Regions from separate parts of the Macaca mulatta genome. Here region 2 is linked to region 1. Evidence: chromatin contacts called from public Hi-C data. All regions are on one chromosome and are shown on one strand. Each heading gives the region's core, a stretch centred on a gene start, on an enhancer-like site or on the middle of the called end of the contact. The rest is flanking DNA. Distances are from core to core; before and after follow the strand shown. Region 1 holds the start of APBA1 (amyloid beta precursor protein binding family A member 1). Region 2 holds the start of PTAR1 (protein prenyltransferase alpha subunit repeat containing 1).

What was found. A called contact is a pair of places that touch in the nucleus more often than the background predicts.
Region 2: a contact with region 1 is called in a Hi-C map of cortical neurons, with 4 times the contacts expected there. The contact joins the promoter of PTAR1 here to the promoter of APBA1 in region 1. A contact is called at or near these places in 4 of 14 Hi-C or Micro-C datasets (cortical neurons, fetal cortex germinal zone, fetal cortical plate and 1 more).

Annotation. Positions count from the first base shown.
Region 1 is chr15:100,683,440-100,691,265 of T2T-MMU8v2.0, reverse strand. APBA1 (amyloid beta precursor protein binding family A member 1) reads left to right here and starts at 3,341. Exons shown (of 12, transcript XM_015117867.3): 1 at 3,341-3,554.
Region 2 is chr15:100,766,993-100,774,818 of T2T-MMU8v2.0, reverse strand. PTAR1 (protein prenyltransferase alpha subunit repeat containing 1) reads left to right here and starts at 3,437. Exons shown (of 8, transcript NM_001265943.1): 1 at 3,437-3,540. The coding sequence starts at 3,455.

The DNA of each region.
Region 1 (7,826 bases), core at 2,092-4,591:
CTATGGCACAATTATAGCTTATTGCAGCCTCAACCTCCTGGATTAAAGCAATCCTCCCATCTCAGCCTCCCAAGTAGCTAGGACTACAGGAATTCGCCACCATGCCCACTAATTTTTTTTTTTTTTTTGAGAGATGGGGGTCTTACTGTGTTGCCCAAGCTGGTCTTGAACTCCTAACCTCCAATAATCGTCCCACCTTGGCCTCCCAAAGTGCTGGGATTACAGGCATGAGCCAACATGCCTGGCTGCCAGTATTTTATATACTGCTTCCTGAAACACTTGAATAGCAGTTTTGACCCTTGTTAACAGGAGAAGGTGGATTGGAGTGCCTTATGAAAGATCTACTAAAAAGAAAAACAATAAAGCAGGCACAGGAAATCTAGAAATAGAATAGAACAAGACCAAAGAAGGGATTGAGACATGGATCTACATGCCATGTGGATCCACTCATTTCCTACGACGATCTGAAAATTTGGCTTTGAGTTTCCTGACAGCCAAGGCAAAAGTAACAATAGCACTTAAGACAATGATTCATGCTATCTGGAAGAAATAGGAATATGTGTTTTTCATAGGGGTGGGGGAGGGAGGGAAATTTCCACATATGAACATTTGGTACATAATTAGTTTTGGAGGTCTCTGGGCTACCATTATAACTAACAATGATTACCTTTCTTTATATGGCACGTAATACTTTGCAGAGAAATTTCACATACTTTCTTTACACAAAAATCCTGTGAGGTAAGATTCGAGGATATTATTAAAGCAATAATGTAACCCTCATTCATTTATCTAAGAACCTAGTCTAACTGGAAACACAACACAAAAAGTAGAAGATAAGCAGAAAGATCTCTGAGATAGCAAACCAAACAGCAGTAAGTGTATGCACAGAAAAGAGCCTCTCACTCAGAACCTATATTCTCTTATTTAACCTGAAATTCTAACAAAGTTAATTTCCTTCCTAAAACCGCAGTGGATTAAAAGTAACAAAACAAAAACCATTACAGAGAAGCACTCTGAAAGCCTCCTAGATGAGTACACAGGAGAGCAGAGGCAAGAACTAAAAACAATCAAAAGAGCAGTTAGCGCAAAAACAGAAAACTCTAAACACTCACTAAGTAGGATAAGCTCAGACTCCCTCGGCCCTGGATCCTGACCCTCCACGAATCAATTCCTCACAAGCCACCTCAGCGATCTTTCAGGAACTGAAATGTAATCCTGCTTGCCTGCTCCCAAATCTTGGCAACCCTTCATTGACTTTCCAGGCTCATAAGACAAAATTATTATTTAAAAACGGTCCACAAGGTCTCCTGAGGTTCTGATTGCTGCCTGCCTCTCCAGCTTCATCTCACTTCCGCCCCACCTGCTTGGGCCTTTTGACATTTCCTTCCCTTTACCTGGAAGTGTCTCACTGCTGCCTCTCCTGGGGGATCTGAAATGTCGTTTCCTTAGAAAGCCTTACCTAGTCCTGGAGTCTACATTAGATTTTCCCGTGCACCTTAGCGCCTTTGCAGTTGAGAATTTATCACAGTTGCACTTTGTCTGATTGTTTTATTTGTTTGTTTGTTTTTTGAGACGCCAAGGCTGGAGTGCAGTAGCGCGATCTCGGCTCACTGCAACCTCCACCTCCCGGTTTAAGCGATTCTCATGCCTCAGCTTCCCCAGCAGCTGGGATTACAGGCGTGCACCACCACGCCCGGCTAATTTTTGTATTTTTAGTAGAGACAGGGTTTCGCCATGTTGACCAGGCTGATCTCAAACTTTTGGCCTCAAGTGATCTGCCGTACTCGGCCTCCCAAAGTGCTGGGATTACAGGCGTGAGTCCCTGTGCCTGGCCAGTCTAATAGTTGAATACCTATTTCCTTCAGCCTACTGTGAGCTCTGGTGGAAAAGGACTATATCTGGCCCGTACATATGCCAAATAAGTATTCACTGGAAAAAAAAAAAGAGTAATGTCACAGGACAAGCATACATCTTCCTAGTATATAATCTTAAATTTTACTAAAAGATCTTTTTGAGAAGGTAGCTGTTTTATTAAAGAAAAAAAATTACGAAGTACAATGCAGAATTCATACGAATATTAAAGCTAAAACAAGACTTTCAGAATGCTTTAGGCTACACCCCCAGACTTCTCTGGAGACATTGTGCTTAAAATACTATGGAAACATGGTGTGGTAAAAGATGCATTTCCCAAGGGATCTGGATAACCAGCGCTTATCCTCATTTTACTGGAGGAGAATATATGTCTGGAGAGGGCTTTGCAAACTACTAGGCTTTGTGCGTTATAACATTATTATGAAAAATCTGTGTTTCTAAGACGGGGAATGATTTAGTTATTGCATTGCTAATTACAGGTGGGGCTAGCGCCAGAGCCCAGGCCTCTCGGGGCCTGTCTAGCCCACAGCTTTTCATTAATACACAGCACCTGCCACCTGGTCCCTGCTGCAAAGGGTGGCCTCTCGAGCTAGGAGCCATATCTAGGGCGGATAGCCTATGCTAGGCTCAAAGACACTCTTAAGTTCCGATCAACCAGAACTGAGGAGCGGGTAGGAAAACCAAGCCGAGCCTTCCCCGGCTTCACAATCCGCAGGCTCTCCGCTGTCCCTGGCCGGACTGGGCAGTTTCCCTGGAGAACTGCAGCCCGGCCCGCTTCGCTCAGGCCCAAACCCGCGCGGCTCTCCCCCTGGCGGGGAACTCGCAGCACTGCGGCGCATTCCGGAGACGCCGTCAATCTCCGGATTTGAAGCGCAGGCGGTATCTAAGGGGCCTGGGAAGCGGGAAAGCTCGGGAGTCACTCACGAGAGAACACCCTGCAGGAGTCGACCCAGCTGCCTGGCTTCGTGGTCCTGCAGCGTGGCCCGTTGCTTCGCAGAGAGGTTGGCCACAGCTCCTGGCTAGGAAACTGGGGACCCCTTGGTTTGCCACCGAGGAGGGTGGAGGTCCCCGTCAGTCCCCTCGGGGATGCAGCCGCATTTTCCCCTCCGTGCGTCTGGCCGGGAACCAGAGGATAGGGCTGTGGAACACAGGCAGGGCGGGCCCTTCGAAACCCGGACGCGAGGGGAGGCGAGAGGCGCCGGTGTCCCGCACGCCCACCGGCGCCGAGGCAGGGGAGCTGCGGCCAGCTGCCCACGGAGGACGCCGGCGGCGCCGCCGCCTCGGGCTCGCGGGCCGCGCGTGCACGCGAGTGGGCGTGGGAGGCAGGGGCGCTACTAGCAGGCGGCGTGCGCGCGCGCGCTCCCCCGCGCCCTCCCTCGCAGGCCCGCCCGGCCCCGGCGCGCGTCACGAGGGGAGAGCTAGAGAGCTGGAGGGCGGGAGGGAGGGTGGGGAAAGGGGGTGGGGCCGCGAGACCGGAGGGTTCCGAGCGGCGGCTGCAGAGCCGGAGCTGGGCGAGGGCGGCTGCGGTCCCGGCGGCGGCGGCGGCGGCGGCTGCGGCGGGAGAAGATGGTGGCGCTGGAGGTAGCAGCGGCTGGAGCGGAGCTTTATTCCCAGGCTTGGCACCAGCGCTGTCACTAGCGCCGCCTGCTCCCGCGGGCCCGCGGACCCAGCTGTCAGGCAAGGTACCACAGCCAGGGAGGGGTGGGTGAGAAGGGGTGCCCGGCGCTGATGCGGCCCCCGACTGAGCCCGGGTCCTAGCCAAAGGGCGCCCCCGGACGCGAGAGGGGCTGCCTGGAACAATAGTGCGGAGGAGCGGGGGCAGCAGGCGACATCCAGGGGGCAGTGCCTGGAACCATCAGCCAGCGAGGCGGGGTAAGGCGGCGTTGCGGGCGAGACGGCTGGGGTCCGGTGCCCGCTCAGATGCCAGGCTTCGGGCGCAGCAGGCGGGCCTGATGACAGTCATGGCAGGAGTGAGTGTGTGAGAGTGTGTGTGTAAAAGGTATAGCAGAGGGGATGGGGGTGGCGGACGGAGGTGTTGGGGGGTGACATTTCCAGGAATCCCCGCTAGGATCCCTCATCTCTCGGCTGACTCTCCTGGAGAAAGAATGTGATGATGGAAACGGTGAGGTGGGCAGGATGCACTTGGTGTGTGAAGTGTGGAGGGAGGCAGTGGGGTAGGGGCGGGTTTGTAAAATTCTGTGTATGTGTGTGTACGCGTTTGGTTGCATCCACGTTCCCCAAACAGCGCCCCAAACCCAGAGATCTGCCGCTGCCCTGACTTGATGTCACCGGCTGAGACTGTGGGGCAGTGTTTGTTATTTTGACCCTGCAACTCTGAGCACAGTCTCTGTTCTGCTCCTGCGTGTGGATGGCCCAGTGTAGGGATTCTCGCTTCCCCTTCCTCTGGCCTCATTACATGGGGATGTGGAAGTGAGCATGTTGCTTTGAGGCACATGGCAGGGAAATAGGATAACCGTTACGCGTTCTGGGCTTGCTGGTGTACCCGGTTTTGAAAGGGGCTTCCATCCTCTGATACTACTTCTCTGCTTAGCACCTGTTCCATAAGGGTCTTGTACTCCCTGACTCTGCAGTTTCTATTGTTTTTCTCTTGTCTGACCTGAAGGAGAATAGTGTTGAATGATAGATTCCTCTTCCTGTCCCCACAACTTTCAATGCTAGCTAGACCTTCTCCTTCCACATTTAAGCACTGAAAACCTTATGGCTAGAGGATGGATGGTCTTTGTATTGGTTCTTTTAGAATGAACTCTGGAGGTGTGTACGTATAGAGAGATGCGGCGGGGCGGGGGGCAGTCTTTAAAAAAGAAGAAAAATATCACACGGAGAAGTGTTTGGTGCCCACCTGGTCAGCGTCGCACAGCCAGGGCGTTTTCCTCAGGAAACAGGATACTTTATTTCTACTGCTGGTGACATCCACTCTCCCAGCTGTCACAATAGCTAGGTGGTGCCGTGTATCATTTGGAAACTGAAATCTCCCAAGACCCACAGTGATGGGGTCCCAGGTCAGTAAAGTCCCTGCTTTCCTACCTGATATAGCCCACTAGTAGGGAATTGGGAAAAATGTCAGGCTGGCAATACCTCACCCAGTGGGAACAAGGACACAGAAATGCATCGAGTCTATGGCTGTTTAATTGTCTCTGCGTGGTAAAGATAGGTGTGTGTAGGGTTGGGTAGAGATAGGCAGGGAGATGGCATATTCATGTGTATCCAGGGCAGTGTGATTCCTCCTCGCCTGTATTTCTCCTGCGGTATTCACAGGAATGAGTATCTCGACACTACTGTATTAAAATGTTGTATGTCTAGCTTAACCTGTTTAGGACATATTTTAGTCATAACACCTTAAATTCTACTGCATTGCTGTCGGAATCCAAACTGGCTGCACGGTTCTCTTCAAAAAGCCGGTAGCAGTCATGGCTACACAAGTAAATATACAACATGTTGGCACCAGAGGTTTCTTTTTCTTTTTTAAAATTTTTGTTTTGCATTCTTTTATGGGCAAAGGTTGCACGATATCGTTGTTTCATTGAAAATAATAAAACTAGGGCTATCCACATATGCTTTTTTTATTCCCATATATCTTATTTAATGATGTATAGACTAGGTGTTCTTGAAGCTGTCAATGTAAAGTAAATTTCCCCATGTTCTTCAAGTCAAGCCTTCTAAGATTTTAATATGAGGTTGGTTGTTGGCTCTCATCCAAGATTTAAGGATAGATTTGTAAAAATGAATTTTGAATCTTAGTTCTTTACTCTCTTATTTGTTATGCCAAATCCCTTTCTGAGAAAAGTACTTATGGAATTTAAAAGCCATTCTAAGAGGTTTTGGTTTTAAAAAAAAAAAGTCATCATCTTTTATATTTGCAAGTAAGACCAGGGATGTAAATGTCTTACAAGAACGTTTAATAATATGAGGAATTACCAGGTAAATACACTGTTTAGAGAAAGAGAAATTACACAGCAGCATAATCGATGACTCAGGAATCAGTGATTTCTTTTCTAACATAAACGTGATCATTTTTATTTTTATTTATCTTTTTGAGACAGGGTCTTCCTCTGTCGCCCAGGCTGGAGTGCAGTAGTGTGATCATAGCTCACTGCAGCCTCAAACTCCTGGCTCAAGCAATCCTCCTGCCTCAGCCTCCTGAATAACTGGGACAATAGGCACATGGCACCACACCCAGATATTTGTTTATTTTTTTCAGAGATAGAGTCTCGCTACGTTGCCCAGGTTGATAGTTTTAAAAATGCAATATCTGGCTTTTCTAAAGATTGGACTGGTATAAGGTTCATGAGACAGCTCTGGTAAATGGTTGTACCTTTTGCTGTGGCCTGCAGCAAGCCATTTTTTTGTGCATGGATGCCTTTCCTTCACTTAAAATAGCATCAGTGCTTTTCTCTACCATTATTGAGTCTCTTAAGGGTTTTTTTTGTTATTTGTTTTGTTTTTTGTTTTCATTTTGGTTGTTGTTATTGTTTGTTTGTTTCAGAAGACTTAGGAGTAAGAGATATTTGAAAATGACCTCTGGGTCCAAAAGGAATTAACTGTATGTAGTACCTTGGGGAGATAGGACTTTTACCCTACAAAGAAGAAGTAATTGTTGCTAAAACTGAGAGAATTTCAAGCAATGAAATCTGAAGTTAACTCTCTGGGTTACAATAGTTAATTTGCAAACATCTTGCCTCCTGTGTCTCAGACCCACTGTACCTAGGGGTATAGGGGACAGGGAATGTTGAGGAGGGTTGGAGATTCAAAGAACGCTAAGTCTTAGATCCTGCCCAGAGGTGAATCTTGGTCTAGAAGGAGAAAAGAGGAATATGTGTTACTAACTGTAAAAATAGTGAAAAAATGATTAAGTGCTGAAAAAGCAGTATTCCTGCAGGGCTGTGGGAATTCACAGGGTACAAAATGACTTCTGATGGAAGAATCAGGGAAGGTTACATGGGATATAGCATTTGAGCTGTGATTAAGGTGGCATTTGGGTTGGCAGAGAAGGAAGGGCATGCTTGGGGGAGGAACAGCGTAGCACAGGCCTGGCAGTGGAAGATGTATGCCTACACAGGGAACAAAAAAATGGTGTGCTTTGGCTGCAGCACTAGGAATGCCAAGAGATGTAATGAGGGATAAAGCAAGAAAGAGAGGTTTGTTCAAGGTGGTGGAGCAACTTGTACGCCAAGCTAAGGAGTGTGGATTTTGTTCAGTAAGGACTGGGGAGCTATAGAAGATTTGTGAGGAGAAAGATTGACAGTATCAGAACTGTGCTTTGGGGCAATAATTTTGTAGTATTATGTTGGATGGAATGACATGGGAAAAGACTGGCAGGAGGGAGACCAGATAGACCCTATTGTCAAAGTAGGGGAAAGATGGAAAGAGGCAGTGGGAGGGAAGAAGGGAACACACCTAAGAGGTGGTGTGCAAGAATTATCTGAGGAGCCTGAACAGTCACTGGAGAGTGGGAGGGAAAAGGGAGGCCAAAGATCATTGTCAGGCTTAGCTGAGAGAGCAGTTGGGTCATTTTCAGAAAGAAGATATAACAGAGGATAAGGAAGAGGAGAGAAATTTCTTTTTGAGCATGACAGGCTTATCCAAGTTAAGGGACTAGAATACAGAGGGAGGTTGGAGCTACAAAGAGATTTGTAAGTCATCTACTTAGGAGCGATTTTGATATCCCAGGAATCACTGATAAAGAAAATGAAGAAAGAAGCAGCAAAGGCAAGGATAGGATCCTTAAGGGATGTCTGTGTGTTGGAGGGGAAAGAGAAAGAAGAGGACAGGGACCATGTTAAATAAGGGCAGTTGGAGAAAAATGATGGAAGTAGAGTGGTACAGTGTCATGGAAGCTGGCAGGGGTGAGGAGAGCCCCTGTCACTCACACAGCACACCCCATGGGTGAGGGTGCAACCAAGACAAAGCCATTGGATTTGACTCTTGGCTTTCCT
Region 2 (7,826 bases), core at 2,188-4,687, 83 kb before region 1:
ATCCCAACTACTCAGGAGGCTGGCACAGGGGAATTGCTTGAACCTGCACCACTGCACTGCAGCCTGCATAACAGAGTGAGACTCCATCTCAAAAAAAAAAAAAAAAAAAAAATCTTAAATTACAAGTGTTACTTTGCTCTTTACATTGCATAGTCAAATTGTCCTATGAAAATACCTCTAACACTTTGGTATATATTCTTCTATTTATAATGTGATTTTCAATCATCTAAATAGCATCTTACCATATAAATTCATAATTTAATCAATCCCCTTTCATTGGGCATTTATTTACTGTATTTTATTATCAATAAATGAACATAAATCTTGTTCTTCGACAAAATCACGCTAACTTTATTATACCCTATTCTTGTATACATATATATATCATTATTGAGGATTCATGAATTTCAAATCTTAACTTCTTTGGACTTCAGTTTTCTTATCTGTAAAATTAGAGAGTTGGTTCAGAGTTCTAATTATGCTCCCTTTCTTTTAAAAAAAATTACTATAAAGAGTTTTCATGTGGAGAGGGCATACACAGAATCATACAGAGGAATTCTGTTTCTGAAATACCTGTTTTACATCAAAATTTGGGGACAAAGTTTGCTTTTTTCCCTGTTAAATAAAGTCTTTGGGGGAAAATCATTATTTCTGAGTGTGCTGCTTTGATCTCTGCCTCCAGAAATTGGGATTTATTTCCCACTGCCATTAGGATGCAAGATCCTGATTAAGAAAACTTACTAAGTTTAAGAATTTTAATTTAAGAACTGGTCTTACATTCTTAAACAGGATATTTAAAGTTGCCTTTTGCCTTGGAATCTAAATACACACATTCCACTCTTTTCACTGTTTCACTCCAGAACTTGTTATTGGTTAAAGTTTGTTTGGTTTTACTAACTCTTTTCTTTTTCTTCTCTTTTTTTTTTTTTTCTTTGAGATGGAATTTTGCTTTTGTTGCCCAGGCTGGAGTGCAGGGTGCAATCTTGGCTTGCTGCAACTTCCATCTCCCGGGGTTCAAGCGATTCTCCTGCCTCAGCCTCCCAAGTAGCTGGAGCTACAGGCATGCACCACCACGCCCGGCTAATTTTGTATTTTTAGTAGAGATGGGGTTTCACCGTGCTGGCCAGGCTGGTCTCGAACTCCTGACAGGTGATCCACCCACCTCGGCCTCCCAAAGTGCTGGGATTACAGGCATGAGACACCGTGCCTGGCCGATTTTACTAATTCTTAAATCTGTCCCACCTCACTGGCTACAATTTTGTGAAACTTCTATCTCCTTTTTTTTTTCTTTTTTTTTAAGATGGAGTCTTGCTCTGTTGCCAGGCTGGAGTGCAGTGGTGCGATCACCACTTACTGCAACCTCCTCCTTCCGGGTTCAAGCGCTTCTCCTGCCTCAGCCTCCCAAGTAGCTAGGATTACAAGCATGTGCCACCATGCCCAGCTAATTTTGTATTTTTAGCAGAGACGGGGTTTCACTGTCTTGGCCAGGATGGTCTCGATCTCCTGATCTCGTGATCCTCCCGCCTCTGCCTCCCAAAGTGCTGGGATTACAGGTGTGAGCCACTGCGCCTGATCCTATCTCACTTCTTTTGCAACTAGAAGGCCAAGTTCAGCCTTTATAAACATACCCACAGGAAATACTGACCACTGAGTATAGTAAATTTATATTTTTCGTTTATATTTCTCATTCACTTTACATGCAATGGATAGTTTTTAGTTTTACAATCATAAAAACGACCACAAATGCTCCGCATATGTTCACATTAAACACACCATGAACTTGTTCTTTTTTTTTTTTTTTTTTTTAAGTTTTTTAAGATACAGATTTCTTTTTTTTTCTCTTGGTTTTTTTAAGACGGAGTCTCGCTCTGTCCCCCAGACTAGAGTGCAGTGGCGCGATCTTGGCTCACTGCAAGCTCCGCCTCCCGGGTTCATGCCATTCTCCTGCCTCAGCCTCCCGAGTAGCTGGGACTACAGGCGCCCGCCACGCCTGGCTAATTTTTTTTTTTTTTTTTTTTTTTTTTTTTTTTTTTGAGACGGAGTCTCGCTCTGTCACCCAGGCTGGAGTGCAGTGGCCGGATCTCAGCTCACTGCAAGCTCCGCCTCCCGGGTTCACGCCATTCTCCTGCCTCAGCCTCCCGAGTAGCTGGGACTACAGGCGCCTGCCACCTCGCCCGGCTAAGTTTTTGTATTTTTAGTAGAGACGGGGTTTCACCGTGTTAGCCAGGATGGTCTCGATCTCCTGACCTCGTGATCCGCCCGTCTCGGCCTCCCAAAGTGTTGGGATTACAGGCTTGAGCCACCGCGCCCAGCCAATTTTTTTTTTTTTTTTTTTTTTTTTTTTGTATTTTTAGTAGAGACGGGGTTTCACCGTGTTAACCAGGATGGTCTCGATCTCCTGACCTCGTGATCCGCCCGCCATGGCCTCCCAAAGTGCTGGGATTACAGGCGTGAGCCACCGCACCCGGCCAAAGATGCAGATTTCACGGGTGGAAGAATAAAACTGAACTAAAGGCAGCCAGATTTTTCTACCACAGAGGAGCAAAAGAAAACCGGATACACACAAATTTTAGTTATGGCATTTCAAAATCCTAAATAAACTAGAAAGCTCGTTTTTCCTACAAAAATTTATTTTTGCTGTTATGAGCAAACCCTGTCAGAGTCTTGATACTTTTTTTTAAATTCCAAAATTGACGCAAAGGCTACCAAATGTAGTAGAAAATGAAATCGAAAAATTTAAAAACGATTTCATTTCTACTTCCTACATCCAGATGGCAAATAACTTTTCCTTCACTTTCCTTTGTCTTCCTTTAATAAATTTAAGAATTTTAATTAATGTTTTTAAAAAGGGCTGCTTTCAGGTTCAGAGACCAAAATTGGCACAGTTAGAAAGGAGGTCACCAATGCGGTCAAATAGGGACTCGCTCCGCCGCAACGCCTCTGGACCTCTTCATCTCTCTGGCTGGGAAAATAAAGCGGACAAGCTCTGAAAAACGCCCAGGACTAGACTAACTGTTAAGAGGCCCTGCACCCTCAGTTGAACATTCCTTCAAGAGTGCCCGCGGACCTGGCCAGGGGTGTTCAGGCAGGTGTCTGACTCTCGTGGAGTGTGTCTTGAGGTTCCCTTTCTCCTCGGTCCCGAGTGGCCTAAAAATTAAAATAAGAAAATCGGCGGCCTGAGAGAACTTTGCAAACACACGTGCAGCATCTTCTCTGACGCTTTGAAAGTCCGTTACTCGCGCGGAGGCGAACCCCTCCACTCACTGGGAGGCCACCAGCTCTACCTAACGCCACGCCCAGGCCGCCGACAGGCTGACCCGGAAGTGCTCGGCGGCGGCTGCGGCGACGGGGGCGCGGCCTAGCCGGCGCACCCGCGCGCGCGCTCTCCGCGGAACTCCTGCTGGCGGCCAGGCTCACGCGGAGGCGCGCCCGAACAGTCGCGGCCGCCGCCAACATGGCCGAGACCAGCGAGGAAGTGGCGGTGCTGGTGCAGCGGGTAGTGAAGGACATCACTAACGCCTTCAGGAGGAACCCGCACATGTGAGTCGCGCGCCTCCGCCACCTCCGAGGGTCGTCGGGAGCGGGCGGGGGCGGGGCCAAGCGTCCACCCGACCTCGGGCGGCGGGCTGACCACGGGTCCTGGCCCACGCGCCCTTCTAGGGAGGAGGCAGAGCCGCGTCGGGCGCCGCTGGCCGGGCTTTCCGCTACCGGGACGCGCTGGCGGACGAGTCCCTAGAAGTGACCTCGAAAAATCGAAACGGAACGACTTTCTCTCTCCCTTCCCACCTTTTCATAGGAGTTCACGAAACTCCAAAGACTTCCCCCGTAGGTCCACATCCTTCCTCTGTTTAAGGTACACGGGCGCACGCAACAATGTGGGTCTGTGCATACCTTGTAAACACAACTCTTGAGATTCATCCCGGTCATTGGCAAGGGGGTAACCGATCGTCTTAGTCTTAATGAGCCCTAAACCCCTCAGTTTACTAACTAAAGGTGGTTTGAGGCTGCTTTTGACTTTCGCCTTACTTGCCACAAAATTGTAAATTGACTCCGATAAAACATTGTGTTTTGAAGGTGAACGGAGCATTCTCAAGAGAAGCTTCTGTGGGCGCGGTGTGGAGTCTGGGATGATGCAAATGAAACCTCGATACTTTTTAGCATAAGCGGATTCATAGTTACAAGGAGCATGTTAACTCATTTTTATCCCAGCACTGCTGCCCTCTTTAACGGGACACTGCAGAACTGACACATGTATCTCTTCCGCTTTACTTGAAGTACTCTTGGAAGATACCACAAGAGTCTACTTTTTGTAACACTTTGCTTTTGTGTAACAAGTGAAAAGAAAACTATTAGAGAGAGAGATCTCCATTATACAAAGGTGTAGGGAAGAAGCAACAGTGTACCTCCTTTCCCATACCTCTTCCTCCTCAAAGAAAAGAAACATGGCATTCAGTTCTGCATTCTTTTCACTTTAGTTGTTTTTGGAGTTTATTTTTACTTTTATTCTTTAGACTGGAACTCAATTTTTTTTTTTTTTAAGTATTCTAACAGGTTCAGCTTTTCTGCCTAAAAAAGTTGCCAAACTTGTATCTTACCAAAGTGTTCTTTTCCTCCAAGGAGATGATTGTAAAAGAGTTAAGAAGCTCTCGGATGTTTGCTCCCTTGTGGCACAGAATTGGAGACGTGCAACTGTGCCACATTAAAAACAAAACACTGCTGGCCTCAAAACACACCTGCCACCTCTGACAGCATCCACTTCCCTCCCCCTTATGACTGCTGCCTTTTTCAAAATGAGAGTGTTTGGAATGATTTCCTGGCAGTATCCATAGTGGTTGCTGAGCCTTCTAAAGAATGCTTTGATGCCTTGCTGTATATCAGTCTTTCGATTTCTTTTTGAGAATGGGAGCCTTAGTGCAAGTAAGAGACAACCTCAAAAAAAAAAAAAAAAAAAAAAAAGTTGGACAAATCAAGAGTGTATTTTCTCATCACTGGTATTATTTTTCTAGAAGAAATTACAGCAGAGATTAGAAGTCTAATAAAAAATATCGTAATCATCTTATGTTCTCTTCTTTGAGGTAGACTAAAAGAGCATCATTATATTTGAAGAAACCAAGATTGAATGTTCATTGGCTTGGCAGTTTAACAGTGCAGTTTGGAACACGTCCCAGTTCTTGTGGATCACATTTACGGAAACTCTTAAAGGACTTTAATGCCCCTCCCTAATCCTTTTTCTACTGTGAAACCTCATCAATATATTCTCAATGTATAATTTATTAGTAATAAGGGTTTGGCTCATTCGAGATTTAAAACTTTGAGATAAGTTGGATATTCGGAATAATGAAATGATTTGTAATATGGATCTTAAACATTTGAATAGCTTACCTCACTGTTTAATACTAGTCATCAGCTATATTTGAGTACATATTCCCCACAGTAAAACTATTTTCAATAATATTACTATGCATCTTTTTAAGTGCTTTATAATTTGGGTTTTTGAAAATTGCCTGCACTTTCTTCCCTTAATTTAGCCCATTTACTCCCAAAATAAAGAGGCTGTGTTTCTTTTCTTTTTTAAAAAAAAGCATTGTTTATCTGTGACATTTGTATCTAACTTTACTGTATCTAATTACACATTCAGTATTATAAAAGTTTCCTTCTCCAAACTTAAGGTCGGTTGTAATTTTATTAGCCAACATCTACTTCATTAAATACACTGTTTGTTTATGTAGAAATATTTAGCCAGAAGGAGTTGAGGATGCAGTGGTGAGATATGGGTGTTGTTACTGTATGATGTGAATAGGTACCTTCTCAGCCTCAGTGTCCTCTTGATCTTGTGAGGCTGATGAGAACACAGGAAAATCACCTCACACAGTGGTACTTAGTTGCCACTCAATAAATATTAGACCTTCCCTGAATCTCTGTTCCTCACCAAAAATATATTGGCCAAATAATTGGTGAATATGAAGCACTTTATAAACTGGATAATACTATATAAATGCTGTTTTTATGGTTGACTCTTAGATAATCATATCGGATTCTCTAAAACGGTAAACTTGACCTAGGGATAGTCTTTAACTTAGTGTATGGACCCTGTGCTAGTGTAGAAGACAACAGTTTACAATGTAAATAGTCATGTTAAAATTATCTTATTCAGCAAGTTACTGTTTTTTCTATTAAATATTGAACTCTCCCTGTTTATGAGGTGTTGTGGGTACCATCTTTACTATGTGAAACAAGTTTAAAATACAGTTCTTGAACCCAAGGCACTAACAGAAATTTATGTAATGGTGGAAATTTTCTATGTTTGTGCTGTTCCCTATGGTAGCCACTAGCCATGGTAGCTATTGAGCAATTGAAATGTCCCTAATATGGACAGGAACCAAATTTTAAATTTTATGTAATTTAAATTGATTTGTATGTAGTGGCTCCATGTGCCCAGTGACTACTGTGATGTGTAGTGCAGGTGTAGATGAGACCTAAGACCAACTGCATGAATAGTAAATTAACACTCCAAAGTAGTTTATAATAAAAGCTGGATAGCAGCATGGTGAGCAAGTGCTATAGGAGTCTAATAGAAGTGGAGAGGAGGCTGGTTATGTCTGGGATAGGGCTCTAAGTGGAAATGGGTTTTAAGCCGAATATTAAAGTCTGGGTAGGATTTGTAGTCTCAGCGGGAGCCAGAGACCTCCATAGGGAACAGTGAATTGACTTAAGCAAACTGTGACTGAGAAGGTACAGTAGGGCCAGATTATGGAAATCCTTGACTCTCATTTAATTTCTTTCATTCCATTTATACATTCTGCAAAAGATTACAGAATCATTGTGTCTGTTTGACAGGCACAATGCTGGTCTCTGGGTATACAGGGTTCAAAGCTGGGTGGCTTAATGAACAAACCAGACATGGTCCCTGTCCTAATGGGATGTTAAGCAGTCAACATACAGATTATGAAAAGAGTCAGAAAAAGTAAGAAGGGTACTTAGATTAACAACATGGAGGCCTAATTTAGAGTATGAGGTCAAGATAGTTCTTTCTGAGGCAATAGCATTTAAACTGAATGAGACATGAGGGGTGAAGAAAAGCTGGCTCATGGATGCACACTTCTAAGGCAATGGGTAGGCACCAGTGAACATTATTTAATAAAGAATAATGAAAGGCAGTTTTAGATTGTCTGCAAGGTGAACTGAAGAATAGAAAGCCAGAGTCTACTGGGCTTCTTGTATCTGATTTTTATTTATTTAAATAATAGTGTAGTATAGTGTAAAAATTTGAGTTTAGAGTGTGACAGTCTAAGCTGTCAAACTGGATTTGAATCTTTGCTTGTCATTTATTAACTGAGTAGACAGACAAGACTCTTCATCTGTAAAATGGGATCAGAATTCCTACTTTATGAGATTATTGTGCAGAATAAAATAGTATATGTAAAACCTAACCGTGCATGGCAAATAACAAACAATAAACAGTAGTAATTTGTGTAGCTTTTTCTAAATAAGGTCAGTAATACAATTTCAGTGAAACATTAAGTTGATAATCTTTGGAATTAATGAGAAAGCCGATAAGGTTTCTGAAGTATCTAAATCACCAGGAGAATTTTAATTATCAATATGCAAGGGTCAGTTCATTTAGATGTTTTACTAGCTTTCCTTTTTGGTCATGCTGGAAAGAATTCCATTTCTTTTGGGGGGTGGGAGCAGAACAAAACCAAAATAACTACTGTTTAGATTTAAAATGTTTTTACCATTTCCTGAATCCTTGGACTGTTTTCTGTTTGGTTGCTCCACATTACAGGATTCAGTTTTAGTATTTGGGTACCATCCATCTCTCCCAG